Linked DNA regions of Mus musculus: regions 2 and 3 are each linked to region 1. The links are chromatin contacts, called in public Hi-C maps. All regions are on one chromosome and are shown on one strand. Each heading gives the region's core, a stretch centred on a gene start, on an enhancer-like site or on the middle of the called end of the contact. The rest is flanking DNA. Distances are from core to core; before and after follow the strand shown.

Region 1 (3,215 bases), core at 471-2,970:
TGAACTTTTAAGTATTTTTTTTATCTATAAAATAATATGAATTCTTCTACTTTCTAAGGGCTTGCAGATTTCTACTGACACAAGACTTCTGTAAAGAGAGTTCTAGAATTTATTTTGAAAATAGAAAGAACCAATTGGGTTATTGAGCCTTCATAATAGCTGGTATCCCTCATCTCCAGAGTTGTGGCGACAGATGGTGAGGTGCGGTGGGGATCCAGAGTGTACATTTTGCTTGTCCTGACAAAACTCATGTTGCACTTTGGTCATCAGCATAATGGTGTGGTCAGGTGGTAGAACCTTGATGAAGTAATTATGCCCTGGTAGAGTCCACTCAGAGAAAGGGATTGATGTAGCTCCAATAAGAATGGGTTAGTTCTGCTGGGCCGTGGTGGTGCATGCCTTCAATCTCAGCACTTGGGAGGCAGAGGCAGCCAAATTTCTGAGTTCAAGACCAGTTTGGTCTATAGAATGAGCTCCAGTTTACAGACTCAAAAAACTTAAAAAAAAAAAAAAAGGGGGTTAGTTCTCATGAGAGCTGGTTATAACTAAACAAGCCTGATACCCATGTGTGCACACATACAAACTCTGTCTTGTATTTTTATTCTTTTTGTACACTTGTGTTTCACACACACAGACAGCACCCAGTCCTCACGAAAAGCCAGACAGATGTTGGTACCATGCTCTTAGACTTTTGAAATCACAAGCCAAAGTAAACCTCTTATCTTTATGCATCATCCCAGCCTTGAGTATTTTGTTACAGTCATAACAAAAAAGACTATGTCCTTTAGAAATCAGCTTTTGCAGATTTATACTTTCTTTTCCTAAAGTATACTATTCAATAAAACCCCTTTGACACAAATATGCATTTTAAAGTTATATAACAATTTTCAGGCGCGGTAGTATACATCTTCAATCCCAGCATTTTGGAGGCAGAAGCAAGCAGATTTTTTGGTGAGTTTCAGGCCAACCTGGTCTACATGGTGAATTCCAGGGTAGCTAGGACTAAGTAGAAAGATCTTGTCTCAAAGAACAAAAACAACACCCTGCCCCACCCCCACCCCACCCCACCCCCACCAAAAATAAATAAATAAAAATTTATCTTCTGTGCATTGTACATATCCTATATTACAGAGACTAAAATGTTTAAACTGATAGAATTATTGTCAATTTCGAAAGAGCATATGTTCATCAGGGACATTGCTATAAAACCTAATCAGCCACATGAAAGCAATTTAGCTTTCTATGGGTTGCACGTGAGTCAACAGTACAGCTAGGCAATATTGTCTTAATTCTTCCGAGTACAAGATTAGCTAAGGAAAAAGAGCTGATTTTTAAGTGATAGCGAGATGTCTTTACAGACAGTTGAATCTGGGTTGGCAAGGCAAAAAAGTCAAACAGCAGATCAAAACAAGAGAAGAAAACGGACTAAAATAAATGTGATGATACGTTTGCCTAATTTAAACCGTCGAGTCTGTGTGAATGAATTATGGAGTTTTCTCTCGGAGCTCCTGGTAATTTCTCACCACTTGTTAGATAGACCAAATAATTTTAAACAAACAATCTGGAGGGGTTGAATTCGGGTCCTGATTTTTAAAACATTATTAGCAAGCAGATGGTAACTTTAAAAAAAAAATCACAGGCAATGATTGTAGACACTGCTCAGTCAAGTTTCTTTGCTGGCACTGGCCATTCTTTGACTACTTCCTGTCTCTCCATCTGGCCCCACTTCCTCTTCTCTCTCAGCTTACCGTGTGCGGAGGATCAGCCTCACATGCCTGGTGCCATGCCTCCCCTGAGGCAATGGACTGTAAGCCATAATAAACCCTTTCTCCTGTAACTTGCTGAATGCTGGGGTATTCTATCATGGCCACAGAAAAATAAATGACACAGAACACCTGAAGAGAGGAGGAAGCTGAGGATGCAGGACCATTCCTGGGAACCACAGATGAGCATCATCCACGTAGACAACTAGAATGTTCCATCCAAGCACTTTACCCACCAACAAGCAATGACAACAATTTAAACACTTTCCTCCCAGTCTGATAGCTCATTTTTCTTCCCATTAGTTAGTTTATAAAAGAACATAATTGCTAAGTACAAAAATAAAAATAATAATAATAATACCAAGGCCTACCCTGTGAGCTCTGAGAATAGGCAGGCAGGGACCTAAGAAACAACTTACCGTACAAATAAGTTGGAACAATGACTCCAGCTGGGAGAACTGAGCCCAAACAAGCAGTTGCCTAGGGCAGCAAATTACTAAGGGTAGCAGACTTCCCAGTACTTTCTGTGAGAGCAAAATACAGCCTGTGAGGATAGATATTAACTGGATAAACAACAGGATACCGGAAAATGTAAATCAGCAAATCACTGGAGAGGTTAAGCAACCTGACTACTGGACTCAGTGGGTGAATGGCGGGTGTTTTAAAAGTGAATATTCAAATTTCGATGTGGTGGCTCCTGGCTGTAATCCCAGCACTTTGGGTGACTGAAGCAGGATGATTATGGTGAAGTTGAGGCCAGCCTGGACAACACAGTGAGCAACTTTGGGTGTTGCTCCTCAGTTGCTGTCTACCCTGTTATCTTCATTTTCTTCCTTGAGACTGGGTCTCCCACTGGCCTAGATATCCCCAATAAGCCAGGCTTGCTGGGCAGAGGGTCCAAGGATCTACCCGGTCTGCCTACCCAGCACTGGCATTCCAAATGTATGCCAACTCAGCAGGCTTATGTACTTGGATTCAGAGGATCCACTCTAGGTCCCCAACGCTTGCATGGCTTATACTTTACTGGCTAAGCTAATTCCCCACCAGATCATCATATTTCCTGTTGCTATCTGTATTGCTCCAAACTCATTCCCCTTTATCTTTGGACAGAGAATATATTTGTACAAACAATTCCAACTACTTTCAAATAAGTTGTTCGTATACAAACACAGGAAATACAATCTAAAACAGATTAAATAATAGAGGGTAGGTTGTAAGAGTTGTTTTGGCTAAGATGACCTACATTTAAATGGTTAACCCAAGGTGCAAAAGCTGTACAAGCTGCAGGTTTCTTGAACTCGTGGTAAGAGAATCTTCACAAGAGGTCTGAGAAGAAAGAGACTTGCTGGTCAAAACATAAGTGCCAGCCTTCAAGAAACAGTTCCATGTCCTTTGTTAACCTCCATGAGAGTTCTCTGCAATGCCCCCAACCCCACCCTATTCACTAAAGAC
Region 2 (3,215 bases), core at 442-2,941, 180 kb before region 1:
ACTATCACAGCTCCCTGTGGTACAATCCCCCCCCGCCCCCCCCCCGCAACCTTCTACCAGTGTGTTCTTGGGGAAGCTGTAGTCCACAGCTGTGCTTCTACAGAAGTTTAATGAGAGCTCCTGACAGCAAAGGATCTGGGTAGGGACGAGCCTCACACCTAACACTGAAGGCTTCTGTCCCGAGTGATCATGGTGGTGGCAGTGGGGCAAATAGTAAGCATGCATGGTCCCTCCAATTTCTCATTGCGGAAGAGCCACTGCCTTTTGATGACGATAAGGACAGTTGAGTATCTCGGGGAATAGATGGCTGCAAACAACTTGGGAGAGAGGGAAAGACCTCCTGCATGAACATCAGGACTTTGGGCAAGACGCTAAAGTAAGGGTAGAGGCACAAACTTCTCATAAAGAGCATGCATGTACAGGCTCTTCCCAGCTGCCCTCTAGAATAAAATTTTAATTGACACCAGGAACAGGAGGGTGTCGGTGTTTGTGTTTGCTTCTTGGCAAGAGAGGCAGTCTCTATCTTTACCCCGACTTGATCTTGTTCACTGGAGATAGGAGAAACAAACTAGGGGTGGATGCGGGGGTGAGGGTGGGGTGGGGATAGAAAAACTACCTGCACTGTGTGTGTGAAGCTTCATGGATTGCTACATTTGTGTGCTTGGGACTATACATCCCCCCAAAATCTTGGACTGATGACAAAGGCCAGTCAGTTATCAGAAGGGCCAGGGCCACAGAGTATTGGTATCCTATGGTTCTGACAGTTGCCAGGGGTAACTATACAGAGGGAGCCGCAGATAAAGATCAAGATACAGAAAGCTCCCTCACTGGCCATAAATGGACATCAGCTGATGTTAAAGATCCTGATTTCTATCACTGGAAGCATCTGTTAGGTTCCAGGTACTATGTTAAGGGTTTGATACAATGTGCCTCCAAAAACATAGTATCTGCCGTGCTGGAGACTCTGCTAGAGACCATACAAATTAATGGAAAAGTTACCCCAGCCTGTCATGCAGCATGATAGAAATACATGGAATTGTGGGGAAATGTTATCTGGGGCTTTCTCGATATGTCAGAAGGGCAAGTAGTCACTTCAGAGGTCAGGCAAGAATGCAGTGGGGAACCTCAAGGCAGGACCTACTTTTCTAAACTAGGAAGTGCCATGCCTTTTAAGAACATACTTGGGGTTTAGGCAGCAGTAGTGGATGATGGGGTGGGCCATCTAGGTTTCCTCATTTTTGTCCTTGATACTAAGTTGTGTGTTTTAAAAGTGTGTGCTGTAGTTCAACAGACATGCCCATTCCTCTTCACTTAATATGACATCCTCACTGAATTACTGTCACCCTGGTGACAGCAGGCAACTGCAACTTTGCTTTCCTGTATTGAAAAAAAAAAACAAAACAACACAACAGATATCCTTGTCACCCAGAGTAGCTGTAGCCTGATTTTATTTATTGTGACCTAAACTTCTCTCCCCTACAAGCTAGTGATGCCACAGACAAAAATGTCTGTAATATTCAGGATGTGAAGGGTGGGAGTGGGGGTAGGGGTGCAGACAGCCGCTTAGGAATTGCTAGTTTTCACCTTCAGGGGGCGCGCTCATGACGTCCGACCCGGTGGAGGCGTCCTACTTTCTTACATTGCTGCAAACTGCTGAGTTGGGAACCTGCCAACCCTCAGGCAGCCGTTACATAAGCCCTTTCTTTTTTTCCTGGAATTTAAGCTCACTGCTGATGTGCGACCTTCAGCAGTAATTGCCAATAAGTGCAGCAGGACTGTTTACTGTTAGACACTGGCAACCACAGAGCAAGCTCTGCTGTCAGCACACAGAAGCCACTGCGGAGTCTGCTGAGGGCCTTTTCAAATCTTTGGACTCTCTTTGTTATTGTTTCTGAGATTATTCCAGAATGACTGAAGTTGTGTAGTTGCGTCATGCCAGTTTGCATTTTTTAACTAACGGACCACACTACTGAGTTCTGATGAATCCTCTCTGTAAGATATGCATCAAAGTTCATGGGTGGAGCCATTTAATTTTTAACTTATCCTTATTTCTAAAAGCAAATGCAGTTAAAATGAGAATTGTATTTGTAGATGTGAATATTTAAAATTGTCCATTTAAATTCAGAAAAAAAAAAAACCTTCCATCTTTGGTTTGGGTTTTTTTTTTTAAAGATTTCTTTTCTCTCAATGAAGAGGTTTCAAAGTCTGATAAAAGATGGACCCTGACTTGCTAGCCCATTCACTCTTGTTTTGTTTCCTTTTCCCAGGGTTATAAGTAGATTGAGAAGCAACGGAGTGCTGATTTAGGGAACCAGAAATGATAAATTATTTTTGATGTACTGATATATGAGCCTATCATACATGTCTTGACTTGTGTCCAACTACTGCCAAGATGGTCCATAAGTGGACATTATATTGAAGAGAAAATGGTGGATGCTCAGAGGCCAGAGAGGGATTCCGGTTAAGGGCAGAAGAAAGCAAAGCCTATTCACAGCCATACTGTGTGCTGGTCCTATAATAGACTCATATAAAAGGGCTGGATAGAGAGAGAGAGACGGGGTCGGGAGGGTTGCTGACTCGAAAGCACCAGGAGTAACCTAGGACATATATAGGTATCTTTTCTTTAAGAAGTTCAAAGAGTGATAACAGATGTGCATCCCTCCATAAGAAATAGGGTGCCTTGTTTATATGAAGCAAGCCCACAGGCATCTTCTATGCACATATCACGTTACTTGGTTGACATCACAGTTATAATACCTTGATTATTGGCCTCATCCAACAAGGACATTGAGGGCTCAGAAACTTGAGTTACTGTTTAAGTTATTCTTAAATGTTTGTTACTCATTTGGATCTTTGTTTCTACGAAATTATGTTTTGCTGAACATCTTTGAGAGTTCTGGGGAAACTTTTAATCAAAGGGGCAATATGATGAAGCAGTCTGGGGCAGTACTCAGTTTTCAGATTCATAACTAGACGTGTTCATCATCCACCGACCAGCTGTGATTAGAGATGTCAGCAGCATGTATGATGAGGGAGAAATAAGACCTAGAATATATAGATCTTAAAATGTTATTACTTAAAATGTTCACTGGAACATCACCATTCAAGTAAAGTAAATAATAATAATAATAATAACAACAAACAACTACTACTTCTGAGGAACTAAATTTATTTATCAAAGCCTACTCTTCACTTATATTGGCATCATATCTTCT
Region 3 (3,215 bases), core at 265-2,764, 160 kb before region 1:
GGGCCTTCAAAGCAGCTCTGTTTACAGGAGCGTGAAGATGGTTGCACAGCCCTTGAGCTTTCTGGATGGGTGACACACTTGTCAGGCAGTGGGAGATCAGGCTTATCTTGAAGCCTGCTTCCTGCTGCTTTGTCCCTGATCCAGTGCCAGCCCCCAGAAGAAATATTTCCTTTCTGCTCGATGTTTTGTCGCAAGTGGGAAACTATAAAATAAGCATTTGCTTATGAATTAATTTCTGGCACACACAGCACTCAGTAAGCCTCATGGTGCTGTCTGTATATCCGTCCTTCACGCCCGTGCCAACTTCTGTGTTCCTTCCTACTAAGATGTTCCCACCAGCACCCGGGGTGTGTGTGTGGGGGGGGGGGGGGAGTTCCCTTCGTGTCCTCTTCCCCGCAGAGGACAGGGGTTGTCCTTACCTGGAATGTGGAGGAAGAAAATCTGTCTATGAACTTCCATGACTTTAAAAGGTTAAAAGCTGATACAGATGTTTGGAGAGGGATGTAGCACTCTGTAGCAAACTAAGGGGATAATTTTTTTTTCCTCTTGGAATACTTGCCTCCATTTGCAGAAGCACAGTGATTTTCATATATCAAGTGACTGCCCACGGCTATTCCTCTGCCAAGGTCTGGGTTACAGACACACCCAATGAAAGTTTTCCCTCTGCACGTACACAGTTAGAGGTGGAAAATATGAGGTGCTCTGAGTCCAGAAACCAAGCTGTGAGTTCAGCTGAAAAGAGAGAGTTCCCTGATTCATGGGGCCTTTCCCCGACCACTTTTGAAGGTTGGGTTAAGAAATGAGTCCCAGCCGGTCTGGGATATGACATCGTACGCTATCTGGACCTATCACTGCAGAGCACAGCGTGGGAGGAACTCATTGCTTTGACTGTCTGCGACCCCCTTCCTCCCTCCCCCCCCCCCCCATCACAGAAAGATAGATGCATGTAGAATAGTGTGATTTGAATCTCTGGTAATGAACAGAAGGGCAGCTTGTAGGGAGATCCGCCTCAGTTTGATAGGGCAGTCACCCTGAAGAGGAGGAAGAGTCTGCTGTGTGAGGGAGTTGCGTAAATGGGTGTTGTTTTTGGCAGGGGAGTTAGAAATGAGTCACTTTCAAGTGGTGTTTTCTAACCTCAGGTTTTATCCATGTGGAAAGAAGTGAGCTAACCCCAGAGTCAGGGACTGTTCTCCCGCAACATGTAGGGACTTATAGGTGGTTTTTGGCATTGAGACTGATAAAAACAGCCTGGCATCTCCATGGGGCATATCCCACCCCACTCCCAGAACTGTGCATGCCAGTCAACTAGAGGGATCTGAACAGTGAGGCCACTTACACTTGCAAAAAAAATACCACCACATCTAGGGTCCACCTGTGAGTCCTGAGAATCAGTGTATAAATATGCAGAGATTTGGGAGAGAGCCTTGAAAGGCGACCTGTCACACAAAGGGCTCTGACCTCCTGAGTGGGACATTGGAATCCAGCTGTGCCCTTGTCAGCCTTTAGTAACTTTGAATTTGAAGGTTTCTCTTCCCTAATGGGGGTTGGAAAACAAAGTCCATTGTGGAACTCTCCAGAAGATTAAACAAATAGCAAGAGGGGAAAAGTGCTTGACCCAAGAAATGCCCTTTCTTCAGGCCTCCAGCCAAAGTGCCTTACCTTTCTTTACCTAGTTGCTCACCTGGTGAGCAAGCTGCTGACAGGTGCTGCCTCTCAGGGCCCCTGCTGAGTCCCAGAAGGTGCCTTGTGTGGCGTTCAACTCCTCCAAGCTCTTAAGACATTCGGATATTAGTTTCTATTGTTTCAGGAAGTTGCTTGTCATTTCAAGACAGGCTTCATTTATTAGCCTTGATTTCTGTCAAACATGTCTGGTTGTTTGTTTGTTTGTTTCTGTGAAGTGGTTTATCACCCAGAGAGGTCTGTAGGCTGTTTTGCTTTCTCTCACTACCTTACTTAAACCTTTCTGACTATATATTTAAGATAATTTTGAACATCCAGAAAGTTAGGAAATATGATTGCCTTTGGTGTATAACTTCTTATGCTGGTAGCCATGCCAAATGAGCAGAAGAGAGATGATATTCTTTTCCGCTGGTTCAGCCTTTTTCTTTTCCCTCCCTCCAGTGCCTTTGACATGTGAGCGTATTGTCCTCCTGTCGTTCTCTAGGAAATCAGGTGTCATTGAGCAGAAGTCCTTTGGATTATTGGCCTAAATCCTGCTCTCATAGACAGCCATAATTCAAAAAGAGCTACTGTTGGGGCTGAAGAGATGGCTCAGTGCATCAGAGTGCTATTAGGCAAGCATGAGTTCTCATGAGCATGTAGTCACACGTGTTCCTCTCACCTAAGCACTGTGAGGGGCGGAGTCAGTGTCTCAGTGGCTTGATGGTCAACACCAAGCTCTAGGCTTAATGGAAGGCTGTCAAAGGAACAAAGTGGAGATGGATAGAAAAGGATGCCTAATGTCCTTCTCCAGCTTCCATATGTGTGTGAAACACTCCGCAGTTCCCACGCTCAAGCACTGACCTGACTTACTGACAATGTGAACTCTCAGAGCTCTATTCTGATTGTTAGTGAGTCTGCCTAAGTGACAACCTTTGGCAGTGTGTAGGTCTAAAAGCATTCAATTTGGCTGTTAAGCCAAGACACTGCTTTAAAAATCGCCAGGCTTATTCATCCAAGACTGACAGTTGTGTTATTAGGAAGAAGCACAGCTCATGGGGATAGTCCTTCTAGAGATAGTAGAGACCTGATATTGTTCCTTCCTGAATGGTAAAATCCCACGACAGACAGAAGAAGAATTTTACATATATCAGCTCTTCTGGCCATCCACAAAGAAAATTAAAAGGCGAGAAAGGATAAAGAGCAAAGTCCTGTTCTCCTCCCTTCCCGTAAAACCCAGAGGCTTGAATAGAGTTCTAAGACCAGACATCTGAAGGAACACTCAAATTCTGCAGTCTCTGCATGACTAAAGAGCAGCAAATAAAAATACAAGAGAATGAGCTAGAAGATAGATCAACAGTTAAGAACACAGGCTGCTCTTCCAGAGGCTGGTTTCGTTCCCAGCACCCACATGGCAGCTTACAACTACCTCTAACTGGTTCCTGGTGATCTGACACCCTCTTCTGGTCTCTGTGGTCACAGCACACCTGTGGTCCACAGACATACAAGCAGGCAAGACATCCATTTACATAAAATAAAAATAAAGCTAAAGAAGA

Evidence for each region. A called contact is a pair of places that touch in the nucleus more often than the background predicts.
Region 2: a Hi-C map of bone marrow-derived macrophages shows a contact between it and region 1, with 26 read pairs. The contact joins two enhancer-like sites. A contact is called at or near these places in 1 of 15 datasets of contacts at CTCF or cohesin (large pre-B cells), 3 of 484 Hi-C or Micro-C datasets (the Ba/F3 cell line, bone marrow-derived macrophages and pancreatic cancer cells), 4 of 115 datasets of contacts at active chromatin or transcription factors (astrocytes, embryonic stem cells and stem cell-derived neural progenitor cells) and 4 of 9 other capture datasets (adipose tissue, embryonic stem cells, liver and 1 more).
Region 3: a Hi-C map of bone marrow-derived macrophages shows a contact between it and region 1, with 30 read pairs. The contact joins two enhancer-like sites. A contact is called at or near these places in 1 of 484 Hi-C or Micro-C datasets (bone marrow-derived macrophages), 8 of 115 datasets of contacts at active chromatin or transcription factors (the HPC-7 cell line, embryonic stem cells, epiblast stem cells and 1 more) and 1 of 9 other capture datasets (embryonic stem cells).

What each region holds. Positions count from the first base shown.
Region 1 is chr6:108,610,126-108,613,340 of GRCm38.p6, forward strand. It overlaps 0610040F04Rik (RIKEN cDNA 0610040F04 gene), which reads right to left. Exons shown (of 7, transcript NR_104577.1): 3 at 3,007-3,089. Among named protein-coding and RNA genes, the nearest start is that of Bhlhe40, 49 kb to the right of the region's middle. Within about 2 kb of position 1,721, at least 12 of the 459 cell types and tissues checked have an H3K27ac peak or open chromatin away from gene starts, as enhancers often do. A contact at or near this core is called in bone marrow-derived macrophages, where this site is marked.
Region 2 is chr6:108,425,295-108,428,509 of GRCm38.p6, forward strand. All of the region lies in intron 40 of Itpr1 (inositol 1,4,5-trisphosphate receptor 1), which reads left to right. Among named protein-coding and RNA genes, the nearest start is that of Gm35165, 46 kb to the right of the region's middle. Within about 2 kb of position 1,692, at least 158 of the 459 cell types and tissues checked have an H3K27ac peak or open chromatin away from gene starts, as enhancers often do. A contact at or near this core is called in bone marrow-derived macrophages, where this site is marked.
Region 3 is chr6:108,447,482-108,450,696 of GRCm38.p6, forward strand. The region is part of intron 44 of Itpr1 (inositol 1,4,5-trisphosphate receptor 1); the gene reads left to right. Among named protein-coding and RNA genes, the nearest start is that of Gm35165, 24 kb to the right of the region's middle. Within about 2 kb of position 1,515, at least 159 of the 459 cell types and tissues checked have an H3K27ac peak or open chromatin away from gene starts, as enhancers often do. A contact at or near this core is called in bone marrow-derived macrophages, where this site is marked.